2 separate regions of the Oryctolagus cuniculus genome follow, and region 1 is linked to region 2. The links are chromatin contacts, called in public Micro-C maps. All regions are on one chromosome and are shown on one strand. The core of a region is the stretch at or near the end of the contact, and the rest is flanking DNA. Distances in the headings are between cores, read along the strand shown. Region 1 overlaps NOL4L (nucleolar protein 4 like). Region 2 overlaps DNMT3B (DNA methyltransferase 3 beta).

Evidence for each region. Hi-C and Micro-C count contacts between places; a contact is called where the count stands out from the background.
Region 1: a contact with region 2 is called in a Micro-C map of ear pinna, with 5 times the contacts expected there. The contact joins two enhancer-like sites. A contact is called at or near these places in 2 of 6 Hi-C or Micro-C datasets (ear pinna and an unstated tissue).

Annotation. Positions count from the first base shown.
Region 1 is chr11:25,337,923-25,342,296 of mOryCun1.1, reverse strand. The region is part of intron 3 of NOL4L (nucleolar protein 4 like); the gene reads right to left. Among named protein-coding and RNA genes, the nearest start is that of NOL4L, 58 kb to the right of the region's middle. Within about 2 kb of position 2,141, at least 5 of the 8 cell types and tissues checked have an H3K27ac peak or open chromatin away from gene starts, as enhancers often do. A contact at or near this core is called in ear pinna, where this site is marked.
Region 2 is chr11:25,127,166-25,131,524 of mOryCun1.1, reverse strand. All of the region lies in intron 1 of DNMT3B (DNA methyltransferase 3 beta), which reads left to right. Among named protein-coding and RNA genes, the nearest start is that of DNMT3B, 9.7 kb to the left of the region's middle. Within about 2 kb of position 1,679, at least 1 of the 8 cell types and tissues checked has an H3K27ac peak or open chromatin away from gene starts, as enhancers often do. A contact at or near this core is called in ear pinna, where this site is marked.

The DNA.
Region 1 (4,374 bases), core at 892-3,391, 210 kb before region 2:
CCGCCGAGACTGGACGTCTTGAGCCCCAGGGGGCCGTTAGGCCACGGCCCCCAGCATCGGGCCAGCTTGGGTCAGCGTCTGCCAGATGGTCCCGTGAGTCCGTGGCGATGGTGCCGCAGTGCGGAGTGCAGTTCCTGTTTTCAGACCAAGAGTTCTGCCGCTTCTGTTCTGCTTCCTCAGAGACGAGCTTGTCCGACAACGAGGCACGGGCCGGCCCCTCCCCGCGGGGGTGCGATGGTGACACGTGCTGGGCAGCCCGTGCAGCGGGAGCCCCGAGTCCTTTTGCTGATGGTCAGCAGTGTCCTGCTCAGGAGAAGGTATCGCTGATAAAACCGGGTGCAGCTGAAGCAGCCCCTGGCGGGCGGGAGAAAGGGTTTTCCTTGGTCAGTTCCTTTGCCAGCAGCGCCATCGAAGGGCCCACAGGTGTGCCAGGTGAGCACAGGAAACATGGGGCAGTTATTGGCGGGGCACCCGCCCCACGGGAGCGGAGCCGGAGGACGGGGCTCGCTATGCGGCGGGCAGGACGGTCGGGCAGGCCTTGGACGGTGGGAGCCGCTCTGCCCACTGTGTTCTGGATAGAAGTGGGCTCACACCCAGAGGGCTGGCTCCGCAGGGTCCTCGGAGGAGGGGCTCATGGGGGAGACAAATACCAGGATAGGGCGTGCTGAGGTGCAAGCAGGGACAAGTAAGAGAGGGATTCCCGGGGCTCTGCTGAGATGAGCCAGGCCCCTACATGGTGGCCTCACTGCCACCAGGGGGCAAGGGGCCAGCCCGGAGCCAGCAGGCTGCAGAGCAGGTGCTCGGGAATCGTCTCAGCACCGCCCTGCCAAGAAAAGCCGAGCCAGGCTGGGCTCTAGACCCGGCTGTGCGTGGCCTTGGCAACCATCGATGCTGTGCTGGTTTCACCTGAGCCAGGCCAAACACCGGCACCCATAGCACCCACCCATCAGCACACGTTTCAGCGCAGGCAGAGCCCACCGCGTCTCCGGGTGGGTCCGAGGGCGGCCGTTCTCCTTTACAGCCCTGGGGTCCACAGACTGGGGGGGGGGTTCAGACTTGGGGGCCAGCTCAAGAGGTAGCGAACTCTCCTTTTGGGGAAGTGAATCAGTGGCCGGCACGTGAGCATTCGGGGTGGGGCGGATGGGGAGACCGCGAGTGACACAGGCTCAGGAAGCGAGACGGAGAAGCAGCAGGGAGTCCCTCAGAGCCCACAGGAGCGGCCAGGAGCTCAGAGAGCTGCGTGCCAAGCACGTGAGCACGGCTCACGCTCACTCCGTCGCTGATGGTTCCTGAGCTGAACCCCGTGAGGGGGTGCTGGATGAATGAACACCCCCCCCTTTACAGAGGCGGCAACAGTGCACAGAGAGGCCATGCAACCTTCCCATAGTCACACAGCAAGAATGGGAGCTGGGAGAGGACAGGCCAGGCGAGGCTGGGGTGGGACCAAGTCGGGGAAGGGCAGGAAACCGCGGAGCGGTCTGGGCGCCACATGAGTGGACCACTCATTCGCAGAAGAAGGGTGACCGTGTCGCTGCCCATTGCCAGCAATGCCTGTCACAGCAGACGGGGCAGAAGCGAGCCCCCGGAGGCCTCCCCCACCCTCCAGGAGCTGGGGCTGCGCGGAGGCCACACCCGGCCCTCCTGCTCTGTCCCTGCTCTGGCCTAGGTTCGCTCCGGCTGGTGGAAGAGCAGCGTGGAGCTGGGAGGCCCTGGACTTTCCCATCGCCGGACTTCCCGATCCTTCCCGATCCTCGCAGCCTCCTTTGTTTGTGCTGCTGGCGCTGGGGGCGGGGAGGGGGGCAGGGGCTGTCCAGGCCCCCAGGCTCTGCCGGGGACAAACCGCTGAGCCAGGAGGCCGCTCTGCTTCCTTCCTTTCTTTTTAACCAGAGGCCAGGAAGCAAGGCGGCCTCCCAGCAGAGCCTCAAGAAGTCTCCATCCTGTCCCCTGCCCCCCCTTCCTGGGACAGGAACACTGGGCCTGCCTCCGGGGCCAGGGACGGGCTCCGATTTCCCAGCAGGCAGGGCTGGCGCGGCAGGGGTGCCTGTGACAGAGCCCGCAGCTGACCGCATCCAGAGAGGCCAGCAGGGCATGCCGAGATAGGATCTGCAGGCTCTGGGCTGGGGCAGGAGGAGAGGCAGCCCGCCAGCTGGCAAGGGCCGTCCAGGAGGCTAGCGCCTCTGGCCACTTGGCAGACTCGGCCAGGCAGGGAGGGGCGGGGCGGGGGTGGGGGGTGTTGCAGGCTCTGCAGCTCTGCCCTGGCTGCAGAGGGACCAGACCCTCCCCTCTGACCCCGTGGGTTCACCTGGGGGTGGTGTGGGGGTGCGGTGCACTGCTGACCCTACCTTGGCAGTGTGTGTCTTTGTGGGGCCACCTGGACACGGGCAGTCCGGCGTGCAGGCCCGGGAGGGGGTCAGGCTGACATTCCCCAGGCAGCCCCGTGTGCCAGGTGCCCTACATAACGGGCTCATTTAATTCGGCTGCCCCGAGAGGAGGGCGGGGCTTCCATCTCGCTGATGAGCAACTAAGTTTGCTGCTCCCACTGCTGCCTCCCCAGAGAACCCGGAGAACCCAGGTGTGTGATTTCAGCTCAGACCTCCCCGTGCCTCGGTTTCCTTGCTGTGAACCGGGACTCACAGCTCACAGAGCTGCAGGCTGTTAGGAGCTGCACGTGCTCAGAGCGGCTTACTACGCTGCCGAGGACACACAGCTGGGAACATGGCCGGACACCCAGGCCTCCCTGACCCCAACCCCCTGGCTCCTGCTCTCCCCTCCCTGCAATGAAAAGGAGCGAGAGGCCGGCGCTGTGGCGCAGTGGGTTAACCTGCCGCCTGCAACATCGGCATCCCACATGGGTGCCGGTTCTAATCCCGGCTGCTCTATTTCTGATCCAGCTCTCTGCTACGGCCTGGGAAAGCAATGGAGGATGACCCGAGTGCTCGGGTCCCTGCATCTACATGGGAGACCCGGAATAAGCTCCTGGCTTTGGATCAGCCCAGCTCTGGCCATTGCGGCCATCTGGGGAGTGAACCAACGGATGGAAGACCTCTCTCTTTGTCTCTCCATCTCTCTCTGGAACTCTGCCTTTCACATGCATAAACAAACCTTTAAAAAGAAAAGAAAAGGACCAGCCCCGGGGACAGAGGACCAGGGTTGCCCTGCGGATGGGCACGGATGGGCACGGTGCCGGTCTCCTGTGCTGCCCGAGGCGAGTGGGAGGGACAGGCCCCAGCACAGAGCCCCCGTAGTTGGTTTATATTCTAAGCAGCTCCCAGCCTGTGTGCTCCCTCCTCCTCCACCCTCCTCCCTGAGGGAGGGCACGGTGGTGGCAGCCAGCGAGGAGAGCAGGAGAGGGAGCCGCTGCTGTGCTGGCATCCGCCCCTCCTGGCCAGACGAAGCCACAGCCGAGGAGGAAGGGAGCCCGCAGCCCTGGGAGACCCCAGGGCCTTCAGTGAGGAGCTGGGAGAGGTGAAGGCGGGGTGGGGGCGGGGGTGGGGGTGTCGGCACAGCGGATGCAGCCTGCCGACGCCAGAGCAGTCCGCACGTGCGGTCCCTCTCAGCCTCGCCTCTGCTCCTCCAGGCCAGCCGTTCTGAGGCTGACTCCGCCAGTTGCTATGGAAACAATTAGGCCAGGCGGTGGGTAGGAACCAGGCAGCTACAGTTACCAGCAGGGCACGTGCCCTTGGGGCCTAGACCCCAGCAGGGTGGGGAGTGTGGCAGGGAGAGTCCTCCGGGCCCACCTGCAGGTGCCACAGGAGCTGCAGCCGCTCAGCCCGTGTCCGGCCACGTGGGGCACATCCCCGAGGGACTCAGTTACCACAGTAACTGCAGCAGCACGGCTCACTCGTCCTGCAGTGGGGGTGGGGGTGGGGGGGGTGCCTGGGCCAGGTGCACAGACCGTCAGATCTCAGCCCACTGAGGGAGGCACCAGAGATGAGGACGCTGAGGCTCAGGGAGACACAGAGCAGTTGAGCGGCCAACCAAAGCCACACAGCCCAGGCCTGGAGCCCTGCTTTTAGCCCTGGCACCAGCATGATGAGGATTAACCAGCTGCATCCCTGTCGCTTGAGGTGTAGGAGCTCTCCCGTGTGCTCCTACCAAGCGGCCGTGGCTAGCGGCTCCCAGGAGCACAGTGCCCCTGGCTCTGGGGAGCCAGCATCATCAGAAGTCGCTCTCCTGTGGCCTGGGGACTCGGCCTGATGCCTGTGCGCTGATGTCCTTCTTATTGGCTCGGGCTTTGCTGTTGATTTTTCCTTCCCCGAAGTCAGCGGATGCCACCCGCACACCGCCCAGAGAGGCATCTCACCCATCATTCCGAGTCTGGTCGCATCCTCAGGTCAACGTCTACTGACTGGGCGGCAGGAGCCGGCCCGAGGT
Region 2 (4,359 bases), core at 430-2,929:
TTCAAATAGAGAAATAAGCAAGCCTTGCGCAAGGTGGAGCTGGGCACCTTGGCATCACAGGGGTCTTGGCTTTCCTTGGGGAAATATTGGATGCCTGACTTACCACAGACAAATAATCAGGTGGATTAAACCCAAGTGGCCCAACACAAAGGAAGTTTCTTTTGGACAGGAGACTTAAGTGCGATTGTCCTGTAAAACCATCCTCAACAAGAGCTTGGGAGTCCTAAGGGAGTTTTCAGTTAGAGAATACAGGTGCAAGGGGGGCACCTAAACCAATGCCACTGCATTGTGCAGATTTCCCACCTCTAACAGGTGCCCCTCGCCCAGTGGTGCCTTTGGGCTGCAGGACTGCAGTGACTGTCAGTGTCCGTGCACAGAGGCTTTGGTGCGCTCTTTGGCTGGGGGATTTGCGTACTGGAATCATAAACAGCTTGGCAGTGCAGCAGATGAGGTCAAGGCTGCCCTGATGCTCAGATGGACTGCGTCGAAGGCATCCTTAGCTGCAGCAGTGGGAGGGAGGTGCAGAAGTGCAGGGGCCTTGGCTCTGGTGCAGAGGGCTCTGGGGGTGGGAAGTAGCTCCCAGAATTCTGCTTCTCCCCCTTCTGGAGTGGTCCTTAACTGCACTTTCTGGGGGTGTCGCCCCTCAATGGGGGCCTGGTTGCTTGCATTTCTAAATTTTCGATTTTAAACGTGAAGTGGCCATACCTGTTCAATCTTTCTGTATGCTCCTAGGTTTTATTCCTGTGAATCAATTGTACTTCAAGGGGTTGCTGGAAAAGGAGTGGAAAGTATAAAAGTTCTTGAACCCCTTGCATAGGTAACTCAAGTGTTTTCTGAAAACAAATACTTGTCTCATGTGTAATGGTATGCACACATTTTTGAGTGGTATATAAGCTTAAGTCGGTAATGTTTGGGCAGTTTGTGGTGCTATCAGCATCAAGGCTGCAAGGAATGTGTGCATGGCCAGTATTGTGCATTTGTGCAGTCCTCCCTGTGGCAAATTCTTTTGATAATTCTGATTATCATCCTGAGGCCTGGCTGTGAGCAGACAGCCACCATGCTGTGCGCGGTCCTGACCTGGAGGCACTGAGCGATTTCCCAGAATCCCTTGAGTCGTGGGGACCAAAGGGAGGCTTCCTGGTTGCTTTTCCAGAGGCAGAGCTCAGGACTGGGGCTGCAGAACCAGGGCCAAGCCGTTTCTAACCTGTGTTTCTGTTTCATCTTTTCTGGAGTTGAGTGGGGCTGTGCTCTGGGGAGCAGCAGCCTCTGGCTCTGGGAGGTGCCTGCTGCATGCAGTCCATCCTTGTCCTCCTGGGCTGACCGAGGTGAGGCCTCTTCCCTTCTGCACCGGCTGATGGGAGCCCAGCCGGGTCGGCCTCCATGTGGGGAGGGAGCTGCTGTGTTGCAGGGGCAGTGGGAACAGCCCCAGTGCAGGATGCAGGAGCTTGTCTCCCCGCAAGGCCGCAGGAGTGGCTCAGACAGGAGGTGGCAGTATCTTCCAATCTCCCTTTCTGACTCACCCTCAGGGTTGGACATAGCAAAGATGCCCATACTGGCCCCCTTCTCACTCACCCCCCACTGTGAGGTTTAATGAATGCAATTAATGCTTGTAAGGTGTTAGGAAATAGCTGCTGGAAGCCTTATTGCTGGCATGGGCTGGGGGGCAGGCCTGAGCCTCATCTCCTAATTGGGGGTGTCACTCCCCCTGCCCATCTGCCACATTGCATCTGAGCATGTCTGACCTGGTCCCCGCACTCTGCCCACCCGGGGTCACATGCTAGACCCCCCCCTCTGGGAAAGGGCCAAAGTTCACTCCTCTCTAGGGTAGGTTAGGCAGACACTTCCTGTGGAGGTAAACAGCCAGCCAGTGTGGTGTCTCCCTCCTGCCCCTGGGGTGCCTGATGCATTGTTGCTAACTTGTAGCTCTTGTCTGCTTGGTCTCTGGTGTAGGCGCTCAGGCACGTGCCCTGTGCTGCCTGGGCATGAGACCTGGCACAGCCACTTTACTGTGTGACTTAATTAGCACATCTGAGCTTGTGATGACCCGACCTGTCTGGGTGGAGGTGGGGAGGAAGCTAAAGGTGTCTGCCATGGAGTGCCTACAGAAGGGACTGGTAGATACTCTGTCACAGGAAACGGGCCTCTACCTCTGTCCTTGTCCTTGTCCTCCAGCCCTGAGCAGTCAGATTAGATAAAGCAGTTGGCCATGGTGGCCAGCAAGTGTCAGACCAAGGCCCAGGTAGATGGTGGGAAGTTTGTGGCTGTCATTACCAGTGCACGAAGCAAATGTCATTCTCCCTGCGTGGAGCCTGTAGTGAAATTCACGTTGAACTTGCTTGCATGTTGGCCAAGCATGGATGGGGTTGATTCTAGCTTCTCTGCCTCCATTTTCCCATCTGTTCAATGGGAGTTGGGTGTTGAAGAATTGAGTTAGCATAGGTAAGGCAAAGGATAGGAAGGGGAAGGAGGCCCAGGGTACTTCCTGGGCAGAGGCCCTGGAGACAATGCCCAGGCTTTTCAAGTGTGAGAAGGGAGGAGGCAGTGGTGGGGAGGGTGGGAGGCTCAGCTGAGCAGCACAGAGGCAGAAGCAGGAGCCTGTTTGGGAGCTGGTGTGTGGTCCACCCAGTTGTGGCAGAGGCGGCCCGAGGGCATGACAGGGAATCCTGCCGCAGGAAGGAAGGGGAGCACGTCCAGCCTGTTTCCCTCTGAGTCCTCATCCAGAGCCTGAGTCTGGCTCTAGGACAGGGGGGGTTTCCTGCAAGGTGAGATCTGACTATAGGTAGGTCCCCTGTGGGGTGCTGCTGTGTCCTGTGGGCAACCCTGGGAGGTTAATCATTGTCAGCTCCTGGCCTCAGGTTCCACCAGGCCTGGCTAGCAGGGCACATTCTTGACTTAGGGCACTGGGCACTGGGTCCCAGCATCCTCTGAGAAGCCACCCTGGCTCCCAGATGGGAGCAAAGGAAGCTCCTGGCTGTGAGCTCCCCATGTCCCCATGTCCCCATGTCCCCCGCCCCTCCCCCAGGCTCCCAGAGGCGGGGCGCCCCTGGAGGATGACAGGCCTCCCAGGTTATTGGGTCCAGGCATTTGGCCTAAGGCGAATGCTTGCCATTATGATTCTGAGCTGCCCTGCAGCAGCTTCCCTGGGATAGGGCACTGGCTCTGGGTCAGCCCCAGGTCAGCCCAGCCTGTCCATCCAGGTCAGCTTGGCCAGAGCAGATCCGGCCGGGCCAGGCTTGTCCTTGTCCTGTGTATGGGGGTGGGGAGGAAGGGATTCCTTCTTGTGAGAAAGCCAGGGGTCCAGGAGCTGGGGCCCATGCGCTATGCATAGAGGTACACATGGGTGCATAGCCGGTGCTGCCTAGAGAGTTAGGCATTGAAGTGTAGCCCTTCTAAGTGGCCTAAGGGTCCCGGTGATGCCAATGGATTTGGTCCGAGGGCACTGGCTCCTGGACTAGCAGAGCTGATACCGGAAATGGGCAAACATTGAGGGTGGAATTGGGACTCTACGCAATGAATTGCGAGTCCACCTCGTGGGGCGCTACGGGCCTTTTCTGGCTGGGCACACAGCGCCCCCTGGTGGGAACGGCACAGTGCCGGGGACCCCAGGTGTGGCTTCTCGAAGGTACTCTGGGAGGAGAGAAGGGGCGCATGAATCCACGAGACGCGGGCTTGGAGCCATAGAAGGAAGCTGTTCCTGGCAGGGTCCCGGGACAAGAAGGTATGGTGCAGGCAACCTCCTGGGCTGTGGGAGGGAAGCTGCGATGGGAGTCTGACCCTCGCCCTCTACATGTCACTTGTGCCAACCCAAGATGGGCAAAAATCCATGGCCAGTGACACCTGGCACTTAGCGCTCCTGCCCTGAGACTTGGTGTGGTCTATAGAATTCTGGGTTTCACCCGGGTACACAGTATCTGGTCTGTGGGTCACCTTGAGAAAGGTATAGGCTTTTGCAGCCAGCACATCTGTAAATGCAGGCAGCTCACCAGGCCAAAGGGTCGCGCCACCCTCCCGCCCCACTTAGTGAGGACCTGGTCCTGTGCCTTGGGTGATTGACCCAGTGATGTTGGTGGCCATGGCGAGGCCAGTTTCCAGAAGTGGGGGGACGACTGCGGCCCTTCCTATTAACTGCACCCCAGCCCTCCCTCCCTCCCGCCTCCTCCATGCTCCCCTCCTTGGGAACTTGGGACTCCGAGCCCCAGCTGGTGAGGGAGGAGGGGAGTGAGTGACAGGCCAGCAGACCAATGGACCCCTGAGGATGGGGTGGGGCGGGGCTTGTGCTGCCATGGAGAGGAGAGAAGCTGTTCTGTGGGGGAGGAGGGGGCGGGTGGGAAGAGGACCTGGAGATTGAGGGGAAGGGAG